Linked DNA regions of Mus musculus: regions 1 and 3 are each linked to region 2. The links are chromatin contacts, called in public HiChIP or PLAC-seq and capture Hi-C maps. All regions are on one chromosome and are shown on one strand. The core of a region is the stretch at or near the end of the contact, and the rest is flanking DNA. Distances in the headings are between cores, read along the strand shown. Region 1 has its middle 34 kb from the start of Ccr2. Region 2 has its middle 16 kb from the start of Gm51701. Region 3 overlaps Fyco1 (FYVE and coiled-coil domain containing 1).

What was found. HiChIP or PLAC-seq counts read pairs in DNA pulled down with a chosen protein or histone mark. Capture Hi-C pulls out chosen DNA fragments and counts their contacts.
Region 1: a capture Hi-C map of bone marrow-derived macrophages shows a contact between it and region 2, with 4 times the contacts expected there. The contact joins two enhancer-like sites. A contact is called at or near these places in 3 of 39 promoter capture datasets (the 3T3-L1 cell line, embryonic stem cells and liver), 1 of 15 datasets of contacts at CTCF or cohesin (CD8 T cells), 10 of 484 Hi-C or Micro-C datasets (CD4 T cells, CD8 T cells, LSK cells and 5 more), 7 of 115 datasets of contacts at active chromatin or transcription factors (CD8 T cells, the HPC-7 cell line, effector CD8 T cells and 4 more) and 1 of 9 other capture datasets (bone marrow-derived macrophages).
Region 3: a BATF HiChIP or PLAC-seq map of CD8 T cells shows a contact between it and region 2, with 9 read pairs. The contact joins two enhancer-like sites. A contact is called at or near these places in 1 of 15 datasets of contacts at CTCF or cohesin (CD8 T cells) and 1 of 115 datasets of contacts at active chromatin or transcription factors (CD8 T cells).

What each region holds. Positions count from the first base shown.
Region 1 is chr9:124,066,385-124,070,516 of GRCm38.p6, forward strand. No RefSeq gene overlaps it. Among named protein-coding and RNA genes, the nearest start is that of Ccr2, 34 kb to the right of the region's middle. Within about 2 kb of position 2,482, at least 112 of the 459 cell types and tissues checked have an H3K27ac peak or open chromatin away from gene starts, as enhancers often do. A contact at or near this core is called in CD8 T cells, the HPC-7 cell line, LSK cells and 5 more, where this site is marked.
Region 2 is chr9:123,938,995-123,942,967 of GRCm38.p6, forward strand. No RefSeq gene overlaps it. Among named protein-coding and RNA genes, the nearest start is that of Gm51701, 16 kb to the left of the region's middle. Within about 2 kb of position 2,582, at least 117 of the 459 cell types and tissues checked have an H3K27ac peak or open chromatin away from gene starts, as enhancers often do. A contact at or near this core is called in CD8 T cells, the HPC-7 cell line, LSK cells and 5 more, where this site is marked.
Region 3 is chr9:123,833,843-123,837,839 of GRCm38.p6, forward strand. It overlaps Fyco1 (FYVE and coiled-coil domain containing 1), which reads right to left. Exons shown (of 18, transcript NM_001110253.2): 5 at 951-1,057. Among named protein-coding and RNA genes, the nearest start is that of Gm51700, 10 kb to the right of the region's middle. Within about 2 kb of position 2,214, at least 20 of the 459 cell types and tissues checked have an H3K27ac peak or open chromatin away from gene starts, as enhancers often do. A contact at or near this core is called in CD8 T cells, where this site is marked.

The DNA of each region.
Region 1 (4,132 bases), core at 1,232-3,731, 130 kb after region 2:
CCTTCAATCCAAAGGGTTTACTGGTGGGAAGCTGTGAGCAATTTTAGAACAAATTAGGTAACTTAACTATAAGTTAACTTCTTGAAAAATACCAAAACCAAAACTCACAAAAAATTAATGTGATAAATAGCTCCAAATCTATAAAAGAAACCAAAATGTTATTTAAAAACCTTCCTGTGAGCAAGATACATAAGCAAATTATTTTAAAGAAAACACCAAGTTTTCAGAAAGTCTTCAAAAAAAAATTCATCAGTAGAGAGCACTTCTAACTTACTCTATGAGACCTGGTAGGAAAAAAAAAATCACATGAGCATAGTACAGAAAAATAGAATCAATAACCTTTCTGAATGTGACTGATGTATAATTCAAACTTGTGCATAAATAGAAACTTCATTCTATTACAAAGAGTGTAATTGTAGCACTGTTGCTATCCCTTCCCATGTTAAGCCTACCCTTTTCATCCAAAAACATACTTTATGCAGGGTGATAAATAGGAGTCTATTTGCATTCTTCTACATGTAGACATCCAGTTAGACTAGTGGTATTTGTTGAAGATTTTTCAGGCAAATGGATATAACTTGAAAACATCATGCTGAGTGAGGTAAGCCAGTCCCAAAAGGATATGCATGGTATGTACTCACTTATAAATGGATATTAGACATAAAATACAGGATACCCATGATGCACTCCACAGACCCAAAGAAGCTAAACAAGAAGGAAGGCACAATAGAGGATGCTTAAATCTCAGAAGGGGGGGGGAAGAATAGTCATAAGAAGCAGATGGAGGGAGAGATCTGGGTGAGAGAGGGGATGGGAAGGAGAATGGGGGCAGTGTCAGGATCAAGGGAAAGGGGCAGGAAAGATTGCCAGATGGCCATAAAAATGAATGGAAATCTGCAACTGACAGGGTAGGGGCATCTCCAGGATGTGACAGAGACCAGGAATAAGGGAGGTGCCCAAGAATCAATGAGGCTGATCTTAGCTGTGACCCACAGCTTTGAGGATATGGAACCTGAAGCCAAGCAGAAACCTCAGTGGCATGAAAGGGACATCAACTCACCAACAAAACTTTCGACCCCAAATTTATCCTGTGTACAAGAAATGCAGGAACATGGGATGGAGCAGAAACTGAGGGAATGGCCAACCAATAACTGACCCAACTTGAGACATAACCCACAGGCAAGCGCCAATCCCTGACACTTAATGATACTGTTATTCTTGCAGACAGGAGTCTATCATGGCTGTCCTCTGAGATGTTTCACCCAGAAGCCAACTCAGGCAGATTAAGACACCCACAGACAAACAGTGGATAGAGCTTTGGGGACTCTTATGGAAGAATGGGGGAAAGATTGCAGGCCTGAAGGGAATAGGAACTCCACAAGAAGTCCAACAGAGTCAACTGATCTGAACCCTTGAGGTTTTCAGAGACTGAACCACCAACCAAAGATCATACACAGGCTGAGCCTAGGCCTCCCTGAACATATGTAGCAGATGTGGTTTCCAAGCAACTACAACTGGAGCTGTTACCTGTCTACAGAATATGTTCTAGCTGGGCTGCCTTGTCTGACCTCAGTGGGAGAGGAAACACCTAGCCCCTCAGAGATGTAATGTGCTAAAATGGAGTTTGGGAGGGGATACACAGGGGGACGTCACCTGATCAGAGAAGGGGGGAGGATGGAAGGAAGGTTTGTGGGAGGAGTGAAAAAAGAGAGGCAGTAGATGGGACACAAAGTGAATAAGTAAAAGATAAATTAAATTTAAAAAGAAAAGAAAAAAGAACATACTTTTTGAGACTAGACAGTCTTACATCTCTTTCTTTGTAGTGTTTCAGTTCTCAGCATGAACAAATTCATTACTGAAAGAGATACAAATTGGGTAATTTCATAATTTTAGAACAAGAAAAAATAGATGTTGGATACATTACTAAATGTATGCTACAAACCAGTTCCTTATTCCTGGTATTGGAGTAATAACTTCCTTTTTTTTCATTTAATTATGCTTTGTGAAGGCCGAGGTCTAAACAGAATCTACTTCAGGTGGGATACCTTACTAGTAGGCTCATTCCAAGAGTGTTTAAAGCTGAAGATATCAGAGTCATATAGCAAAGTGTTTTCATATTTCTCATGATTCTGACGGTTTAGATTAAGTCCTTGACATAAAAGGAGTGGGAGGTCAGAGGAAGTGAGTCATTTCTGCTCAAAGCAAGTTGTGGCTTCTAGTAAGGAAGGGCAAAATGAGCACCTCCCTTCTGTGGCATGTAAGATATATGGATCTGAGGATATAGAACTCACAAACATTGGAATATAATGGGACTAAAGAAGGAGAGGTTTGTGTTATGGATGGGGAGAGACATGCCTCTTCTCCAAATTCCCTCCCATCCCAATCACAACAGCAGCCTTGTTTCTTGTACCCTGAAAAAGGAACCCATGTGGGCCACAGGTAGAGCAAGCAAGCAATCAAAGTTATTTTGGCAGCTGAGAAAGCAAAAGCAAAGTATACTCCTGAAAATGGAAGGCAGATTCAGCTGAGCAGCAATGGGTAGACCTGGCTGTGGAAGCCTTTGTCCATCATTTCTATTCCCCTTGTTTATTCCTTGGGCTGTTGGTGGTGGTTTCCTTCCTAGAATAGGTGGAGACTTTCTTAGAAGCCAACTTACTCACAATTCAGTATGTTACAATTGGATGTAGTAGTATGTATAAAGGTGTAACTATCTATAAAGTAAAAAAAATGTTTTCAGAAAGTACAACACTGTTCCTGGCAGGTGTTCCTCACAGGTCTTTCATGGGAGCTGGAGCCTGATGAGACTAACTTTGCTCTTTTTAATTGGAGCCCTAGTTTTCACCTTCCCTCTTTTCTTGTCAACATGGCTGTACTATACCAGGTATAACCCATCTTATTTATCTTCCATGTTGTTTCCAATATTTTGGTTTTACCCTAAAATCTGGTTTTACCTTAATAGTTGTGGATGACACTGCTGTGTTATAGGCCCTGGCATGTGTGGTAGTTTGAATATGCTTGGCCCAGGGAGTGACACTATTAGGAGGTGTGGCCTAGTTGGATTAAATGTGTCATCGCGGGTATGGGCTTTAAGACCCTCACCAGTTATGCCTGGAAGCCAGTCTTCTGTTTGCCTTGGGAAGGAAATGTAGAACTCTCAGCTCCTGCTTGAACACTGCCATGCTCCTGCCTTGATGATAATGAACTGAACCTCTGACTTTGTAAATCAGCCCCAACCAAATGTTGTCTTTTATAAGAGTTGCCTTGGTCATGGTGTCTGTTCACAGCAGTAAAACACTAAGACAATATGTCAAAGGAAGATGAATTTCTCTTTTTACTACAGAACACATGAGTATGCTTTGTACGCTTGTAATATTAGTTTATTTGAAGATTAGTTTATTTGAAGATTAGTTTATTTGAAGATTAGTTTATTTGAAGACAGGAAGATCATGAGTTCAAGGCTAGCCAAGGATACCCTATCTCAAAGAAAAAACCCCAACAATAACAAAAAGATTATGTATCAAAACTTTTCCTTTGTTTCCTTTGAGTTATAGATTATGATCATGGAAAAAGCATAAAAGACAGATCTTGGAAAAGTATCAACTAGGCATTTCAAAATACTTGTGAAAACTTTTAATGGATACACATTCTTTTTTCTATGCTGGTTTAACAGATATTGATCTGAATAAATCTTTTATATGAATCTATAAGTGAGAAAAGCCTGTGCTTTCTTTGAGCTGCTATTCAAGTCTCCCATCAACATTGAGATGCTAACCTATTCATTCACATTATCTTTTTTCCCCAAGTTTCCCACGGATGGAAACTATCATACTCACCTGACTCAGACAGAGCACCTGACTCAGTGTAACTAGTCCAAGAGGAGTACATTATAAAAATATGTGTCTTATTATTTCTGTAAGAGTGTGATCTCCAGGTAATTTGTTTCAATTATCCCTTTATTATTTCTTGAACAAAGCCTTGAGTTTTACTTGACAAGAATCCATGGTTGACTTAGCATTGTGCACCTATATCACGAGTGTTCAAACCACAGATCACACATAGCCCTGTTTGCTAATTGGATGGAGAAAAATCAGCCTCACTGCTTTTCACAGTGGATGAAGAGCTTTACTACATT
Region 2 (3,973 bases), core at 1,332-3,831:
AAAAATATGCAGTCCATTTTTGTGTTAGCCAACTACTCCTGGACATGGAGCCTGCCTTGGAGTGTGGTTGATATACCCAGTGATAGTCCATTAGAGAAAACTAATTTTACCTTTCTCAGAAGCTATCATTTTCAAATAGTTTCTTAGTTGGGGATGGGACTATGTGCCTATTTCTCCTTCTTGGTGGAATTTTCTTTGGTTTGAATTTGTGCATGTTTTGTGTATGGAGTCATAGTCTCTGTGCGTTAGCCCTGTATGTATTAGCCATGTTGTGTCCTTTTAAGCTTGCATATCTACTTCATTTAGGGGTAGTATATCATCAAAATTTTTATCTTCAAAAAGAAATGCAAGGGAGTCTATTCATTGAATTTTTTTGAGTGCCAGATAAGTATTTTTTTCTCTTCCATATTGGACTGATAGCTAGGTAAGACTTCAGATAACATCCTCTTGTAAAAGTGAAGGCTCCCTGGTCATCAAGACTTGGGTACACCTGACAAGTATTTCTCTGTGTAGCCCTGACTATCTATCTGCTATCTATCTACTAACCTATCTACTAATCTATCTACTAATTTATCTATCTACTAATCCATCATCTATCTATCTATCTATCTATCTATCTATCTATCTATCTATCTATCTATCATCTATCTATCTATCTCATCATCTATCTCTTTATCTCTATCTTCATCATCTCTGTCTACTAGAACTTTGTTGGTGTAGTTTCTCACATTCTTAAGAGACAGCATCTTATAGTAAAATCACTGTTCCTCTGCATCTTTCTGATCCCTCTTCTGCAATGATCTCTGAGTCTTAGGGTCAGGAATTGTACTGTAGATGTATCAGTTGATACTGGGCTCCACAACTCTGCATTTTAATTGTTTTTTTTTTTTATTTTCTGTAATGATCTCCTTTTGTTGCAAAAAGAAGTTTCCTTTGTGAGAGGTGAGGACTACACTTGTGTGTAGAAGGACAAATATTTTTAATATTAGGGATTATGCTGGTTTAGTAAGGTTGCAGTTGTAGGTTTTCCTTTGAGATCCATGGCTTCAGCATCCCTGGGTAGTTGGCTAGTTTTTCAGTATCAACTATGACTTCTCTACTGTTATAAAGAGTTATTGGTTATTGTCAACGTGTGTGTGCTAAATTTTCTATTTTTAATGTGTGCTCTCTTTGAATGATATGATGTGATGTGATGTGTTGTGTGTAGGTCAAAGAATAACTGGCAAGAGTCTTTCACCATAGAATTTGAACTTAGGTCATCAGACTTGATGGCTGGGAGGAAACCCTGCTACTAAGGTTGAAGTCTGATGTTACTGGAAAGCCCCGAGCTTGGTGCAAAATGACACTCCCTTTGTCATCAGGGCTTCCTCTTCTCTACCTGGGAGATTCCAGACCCCACATTGACTACCTGAGGAATGTCATGTAATCCTTCACCTGAGACTTCTGGAATGACTCTCCATGTTAACTGAGTCATCTCAGTAGCCTTAGCCTTCAGCCAATGAAATTTGCCCACTTTGGACATTCTCATCCCCTTTCCCTAAAACTATATAACCTTTGGTTCACCCTGAATAAAGTGTAAGTGTATAAGCCCACCCTGAATGAAGGTATATGCACAAGCTAAAATTGTCTCAGAGAGCTGTTTCATTGAAGATCCTCAGAGAAGCCCCCCTACCCTCCACTGATTCCCAGCTGGACTAAGATCCTGCCAATTCCAGACTCCACTTCATCCTTCCAGCCTTGTGTGCAGCAGCATCTGGATACCCTGAGAGGAAGAAAGCAGAGGAAGTGAAGCACAAAGTAAGGTCAAAGTTTATCATGACTGGATGGCTTATCTGAGCTTGGTGAAAAATGGAGAACTTCCTTTACCAGTAGGGCTTCCCCTTCCCTGACTTTGTCTGGGTATCCCCACAGCCTCTACCTTGGGAAGATGAAGTAGTCCCTGGCAGACTTACAAACTCCCCAGCTCCCATAAAAACTTGCCAAGCACATACCTGGGTTTCCTGGAATGCCTCTCCATACAAATGAGGCATTCACAGAACTTTAAACTCTAGCCAGTGATTTTCATTTACCCTAAAAAACTGCCTTCCCACTCTCCAAAGTCCATATATACCCCCTGGTTCACCTCAAATAAGGTGCATGTGTACAAATCTGCCCCGCGTAAAGGTATGCACACAAGCTAAGAGTTGTTTAATTGAAGATTGTCAGAGAAGGCCTTTGTCTAAAAGGCCTGTAACTTTTAAGATCCTAGAACAGCCTCACCCTGTGTCCCACCCCGTCACTCCCAACCAGACTGGGATCCTGTAGAACTCCATCCTTCATTGAAGATCCTCAGAGAAGCTCCCTACCCCCGACTGATGCCCAGCTGGACTAAGATCCTGCCAATTCCAGACTCCACTTCATCCTTCCAGCCTAGTTTGCAGCAGAATATGAACACCCTGAGAGGGAGGAAGTGGAGGATACAAAACCACAGCTGGACCCTGAAACACATACCACTGATGGCAAAGTGCCACACTCTTCAGAATCTGTTCCCTCAGTTTCCTGTCTACATTTTCCATCCTACTTGCTATCTACAGTGTCTGGGGAAAGCAGTTGATGATGCTAGTAATAGTCTAGTTCTGCTTTTGACTGCACTCTGCAAAGCAAGGCATGACGCCTTTTTGGTTCTTGGTTTGGGCTTCTGAAAGAGTGTTGACTTCTTATCCCTCCTCTCCCTTCTCCCCTTCTTTCTCTTTCTTTCATTAAATGTTTTCTTTTGTTGGAGACAAGAGCTCAAGTACAAGTCGCTCAGCTGAGCTTGAGCTAACTATGTAGTTGGGATGATCTGCCTGCCTTTACCTCTGGAGTCCTTTATGACTGACCCTGCCTCCTTAGTATGGCGATTACAGGCCTGTAATACCAAATTTAGTATTTTTTAAAAAAGAATTATATTGTCTTCCATGGTGTTTTTAAATCTTCATTTTTTCAAAGTTTGTTTTATATTAAAGTTTATTTCATGGTAAAATATAAATTGTTAGTTAGTGACAGTCTCTGCTGCTTCTGTGCGTGTGTGTGTGTGGTTTTTTTTTTTTTTTTTGAATCTTGCTCTCCGCTTTGTGTTATTCTTCAAGCATCTGCTGCCAACCTGCCTCTTGCTCTTGGTTGGAGGTTCTGGAACTGTCTATCTTTAGGCATGTTTCCTTGGCTCAGGTCACTCTTGCCTCATAGTCACTTGTGATTTGAAATGAGAAAGGGGATGTTGTTGCCATCCTCTGTGGTTTGCAGAAGCTTACTGAAAATGTTTGCAGTTTTTCTGTTACTGGAAGTAAGTGTTTTACTATAGCCTAGGTATCAAGAAGAGTCTCCAGTAAGGGGATTCTGAGCCCATGAGAAAAGATCCCAAAGCTTGGCTAGTGTGGGTCTCACATATGGCAAAGCATTTCTCATGCTCGAGTGCTTGAGACTACCTGTCCAGAGATGTTGCCAAAGCATACTTGGAACATTCTAGAACCACCTACCTCCTGCCTTTCTGAGCAAGATGGTCCTTAGGACAGCAGTCCTCCATCTTATCTTCTGAAGATCAGTGCCTTGCCTGATCCCAGGTGATTCCTTCTGGTATCTGAATGGTGGTAATTTTCCACAGACCCAGGACACAGACTCATACCTTAATCACTGCTTTTATCTCATTATCATGTGCTAGGGTAAATTTAAAACAGTAAAATTTCCAGTGTACAAATGGAAAGAAAGGCATCTTCCCTTTTCCTTTCTTGGAACATTCCCCTGGGAAGTCAGGAATTCTTCTGTTAGCCCACTGACTTGTCCTTAAATATTCGTAAAAGCTAAGAGGCTTTTTTTGCCATCTGGTATGCTTTCAGGGTTTGGGAGTCATTATCTTTGAAAGGTAAACCCATAAGGAGGTAGGTCCGAATCACCCTGTGACCATGGGAATTTAGCCTAGGTCTCTTGTTCCCGGCTGTCAAAGATGGAAATGATGCTG
Region 3 (3,997 bases), core at 964-3,463, 110 kb before region 2:
TAAAAAATAAATAAATCTTTAAAAAAAAAAGAAGAAGAAATATATGCACATTTATTCATTTGACATGAAGCAGTAAGAAGTTAAAAAGATAGTACTGATGAGTTAAAAGAACTACCAGGCTGATATATGTGGTCTATGATACCAAAGTGTTTACCAAATACCTAGAGCAATACACTCTTCAAATCAAATGTACAAATATTTTTAACTCACAAGTCTGTCACAGGTATAAGAACTATTCCTTTATGTAAATCAACCTTAAAGGTGACAAAATAAAGCTAAAGATTTTTCCTGTTAGTTTTTAATTCAAAAGTGCTTTCTTTCATTAACTCAAATTTCTAGGGAGAAGCAGAGTAGAGCTAGAAAAGGAATGCTGGGCAAGCCAAAGGTGTCTGGCCTCTTGGCCCCAGATCTACATCTTTATCTGATGCCCTCTTACCTTCATCTACTCAGGCCCACCTCTCTCCTTCCTTTACTGTTTCCTGGTGAGGCCGTCACACTTAAGAGGTACAAAGGCTGACATGTGAGCAACCTAGATTCACAGCAGTTGCTCTTCGGTCTCCAAGGAGCCCTGATATGCTGATGGGTACTGACTCTGTGGTAGGTGGAGGCTTAGGTAAGTGAAGGAAAATCTGACAGGTAATTCTTCTGGGAGGCAAAGGAACACTGGCCCCAGTGAGCTACTACCCACCAGGGAAAGACACATGGCATTAGGAGTTAAGAGATTTGGCTCTAAGCTCTACTGTCATAGTTGAGCACATGAGAGAACTAGAAAAAGATAGCCTTCCCCTCTTTCTCACTTTTGCCTACATGTTCAAAGATGGGTAAGAAGTACAAAGAATAATGGATGTAGAAAGAAACAAGAGGCACCTGCCACTAACATTCTGGTTTGGCGGACACAATTTCTGTTTATCAGTGCTATGAGGTTAAGTCCGGCACAGACTTGCAATTACCTGGTCACTTTAGTGTTCATGAAGCACTGCTGCAAGGTGTCTGCCAGCCTCTGGTGCACCAAAGAGTAGCGAATGAAGGCTCTCCCTTTCCCCAGAGATGTTCGGAGCTGAAAACGCATTATATCGAGATAAATACCCGCCTCATGGAGGATTAGCAAAGGCCACATACAGGACAAAACATGCCATTCAACCCTATTCTGATAGTAGCAGCCCTCATACCCTTCAAAGGACACAAAACATTTGGCATTGTCACCCTAGAGTGAAGCCTGAAGTGGGGCTGCTTATCCCAGGACATCTGAAAATAGTCTATAGGAAACAGATGAAGTAAGATATATCAAGGCAACTCAAACACCTAAATATTTGATGGAGTCACTCTTGCTCCTCTTTCCATCAGAATCTGAGTCAGACAGGAAACTCCTTGATTTAATCTGGAGTAAGGAATGAAATCTGGAGGTAGCTGAATGGCTTCTTACATAGAAGCTACAGGAGAAAGGGATGTTAAGATTTTCTGGTACTGGTCTTAACATACTAGGGAGGGGGGCCTGGGGTAGGGCAAGCTCAGGAAGAGAGGCCTCAGAGGTCTGGTTGGAATGTATAGAAAGGGGAAGAACAGAAAAAAGAGTGGAGTTGTGTAAGGGGAGCTTTGCAAAGGTATTGCCAGATGAATAACAGCCTCTTTTTGTCTCTATTATTGAGATAAAACCATCAACCTCCCCACATATCTATCCATACTTTCCTAATTGGGCTTGTTTCTTTTCAGATAAGCTAACTCATTGCTCATGATCAGTGTGCTATGGATGAGAATATAGTGCTTTCCATGAAGTCTTGTCACCTATGAGTAGATGTCTTAGAACAGCCCAAGTGTCCATAACTCTACAAGGACTACGATGACAAATCATAAAGGCATAAAGGGATCCATCTAAGGTTTAGTCACTTATAACATGTTGTTGGGCAGACACTGCAATGAGGCTACAATGCAGGGCCCTACTAGCTATGGGCACATGGCAGTCAAGACAAGTGGATTAAATGGAACTGCCATAGAAGACATGTGAGACAGGTTTGCAAATTAATCAGTCATAGACGCAGACAGGCATTCAAAACATTCTAACTTACCACAGATATCTGTTGATACAAGTAGACAGAGCAGGGCCAACACTCTCTTACCTCTTTAAAGGTCAAGCGTGGTAGGAGAGGAATGACAGTAGTTTAGTCACAAAGGGGTCTTACTATTCTCTGCTATCAAGATGCCCTGGATTCAGACAGGAAGTATGTGGCATACCACTAAGGCACTGATGATGCTGTAAACATCCCAATAGCAGTTAACACCTTTAACTCAGAAGTATTTATCTTCTTGCTGATGACTCAAGGAAATAATCTAACATGAAGTGGTTCTAAAAGGCACAAAAACCTCATGAACTACAGAACGCAGAAGACATTTCTCCATGCCCATATTGCACATAGTCATAATGGCTGAAGTGGAGGTGGGCAGCAGATTGACTTGATATAAAACACTATGCTACCAAATAGTTATCTCAACAGGTGCTTAGAGGACAAACAGCCTTGAGGTCACACCCATGTCCAAATACTTTCTCCTCTGATGTGTGAGTTGAGAACAAAGTGCTCAGTGGGAACAACATTTGAGCAGCCAAGGTGCACATCCACATTCTCAAAAACTGGAGTAGTGGTGGAATTTGATGAGACCCCTGCCCACAAAACCACTCTTGTCTGCAAGCTCCCAGAGCAGGAGTAAGTCATTATTCCTCCTTCATGGCAGTAAAACTTTTTATATGGTAACATTTGAGCTCATTAGTTGAAGAGATGATTATACAAAGGGAGCTAGCTACTTACTTAAAGGTATTTTTAAATGTCCTTTGAGAAAAGGATTACTTCCTATGTACTGCAAATAAAATTAACTATATATCCCTTTAAAACATTGTTTTAGATTTGGGGTCAGCTTTCATTTCCAGTTTTCTTAGCATCTAATCAGACCCATATAAACAACACTGAAAAGACATACAACAGCAGCACAGGCCAGGAGATCTTCAAGAAACATGGGCTGCCTCTGTTTTAAAGTAGATCATTGTGCTATGCTCCTGGAGCAGAGCTGGCCTCCACATACTTCAGGGAAACACAATCCTGAAAGACCCATTGTGAGCCTCCAGAAGTGGCTTACTAGAGCACTCACATATCTTAGTCCAAATGGTTATCTTCTGCTCAAAAAGTGCTGCAGAGTCCTATAAAAACTTCTGACCTATTAAATTCACATTACACTTGAAGGCCCAAAGGGTACCCGAGTACTAAGGTACTGAATATCCAGCAGTTTTCCCACCTAGTGACATTCCAAGACAGAGGACAGAGCTTTCACATATAATTAACCTGTGTCCCACAGGAAATTGTCACTAAAACCTGTGTGAGCACGCTGGAAGTCAGCACACAGCTTCCTTAACTTCTTTAATATTTGCCTGTATGGCCTCAAAGGTCTGAATTCTTTATGAGGAGAGGAGGAAAAGAGCTGAAAAGCAGACTCTTAGTAATCACTTCACGACCCTAGGAATGAAAACTAACTTACTGTAAGAGCTCACCTGTCCAAAGTCAGAGACTGAAGGCTTCAGTGCTGATGCAATGTGTGAGGAATGGGACACAAGAGTGAAGAGGGAACGGAACGTCTCTAGATACCTGATACATTAAACATTGCTCTACATCATGGGCTTAAATTTTTCACCAACCTCACAAGACCAACCCATACTACATTGACATTAAAGATACATGTAGGATAAACATTTCAGAGCTGCCATCTTTCCTTGCATGACCAGACTCTGAGGGTGAAGCTGGTAAAAAAAAAACAAAACCGTTGAGCTTTTGATGTCAGTGTGCTTAACACTGTTCCCATCTATAAGAAGAAACACCCTAGCTCTATGTCTGGGAGTGTTAATGTTAGAACAGCCAACACTCCAACACTGTGGCCTCTGAGGCCAGCCAAAGAGCCTATGTGCTGATTTTAAAGTGATTCCATACTTGTCAGAGATGCTGACAAGACAAAATGCACA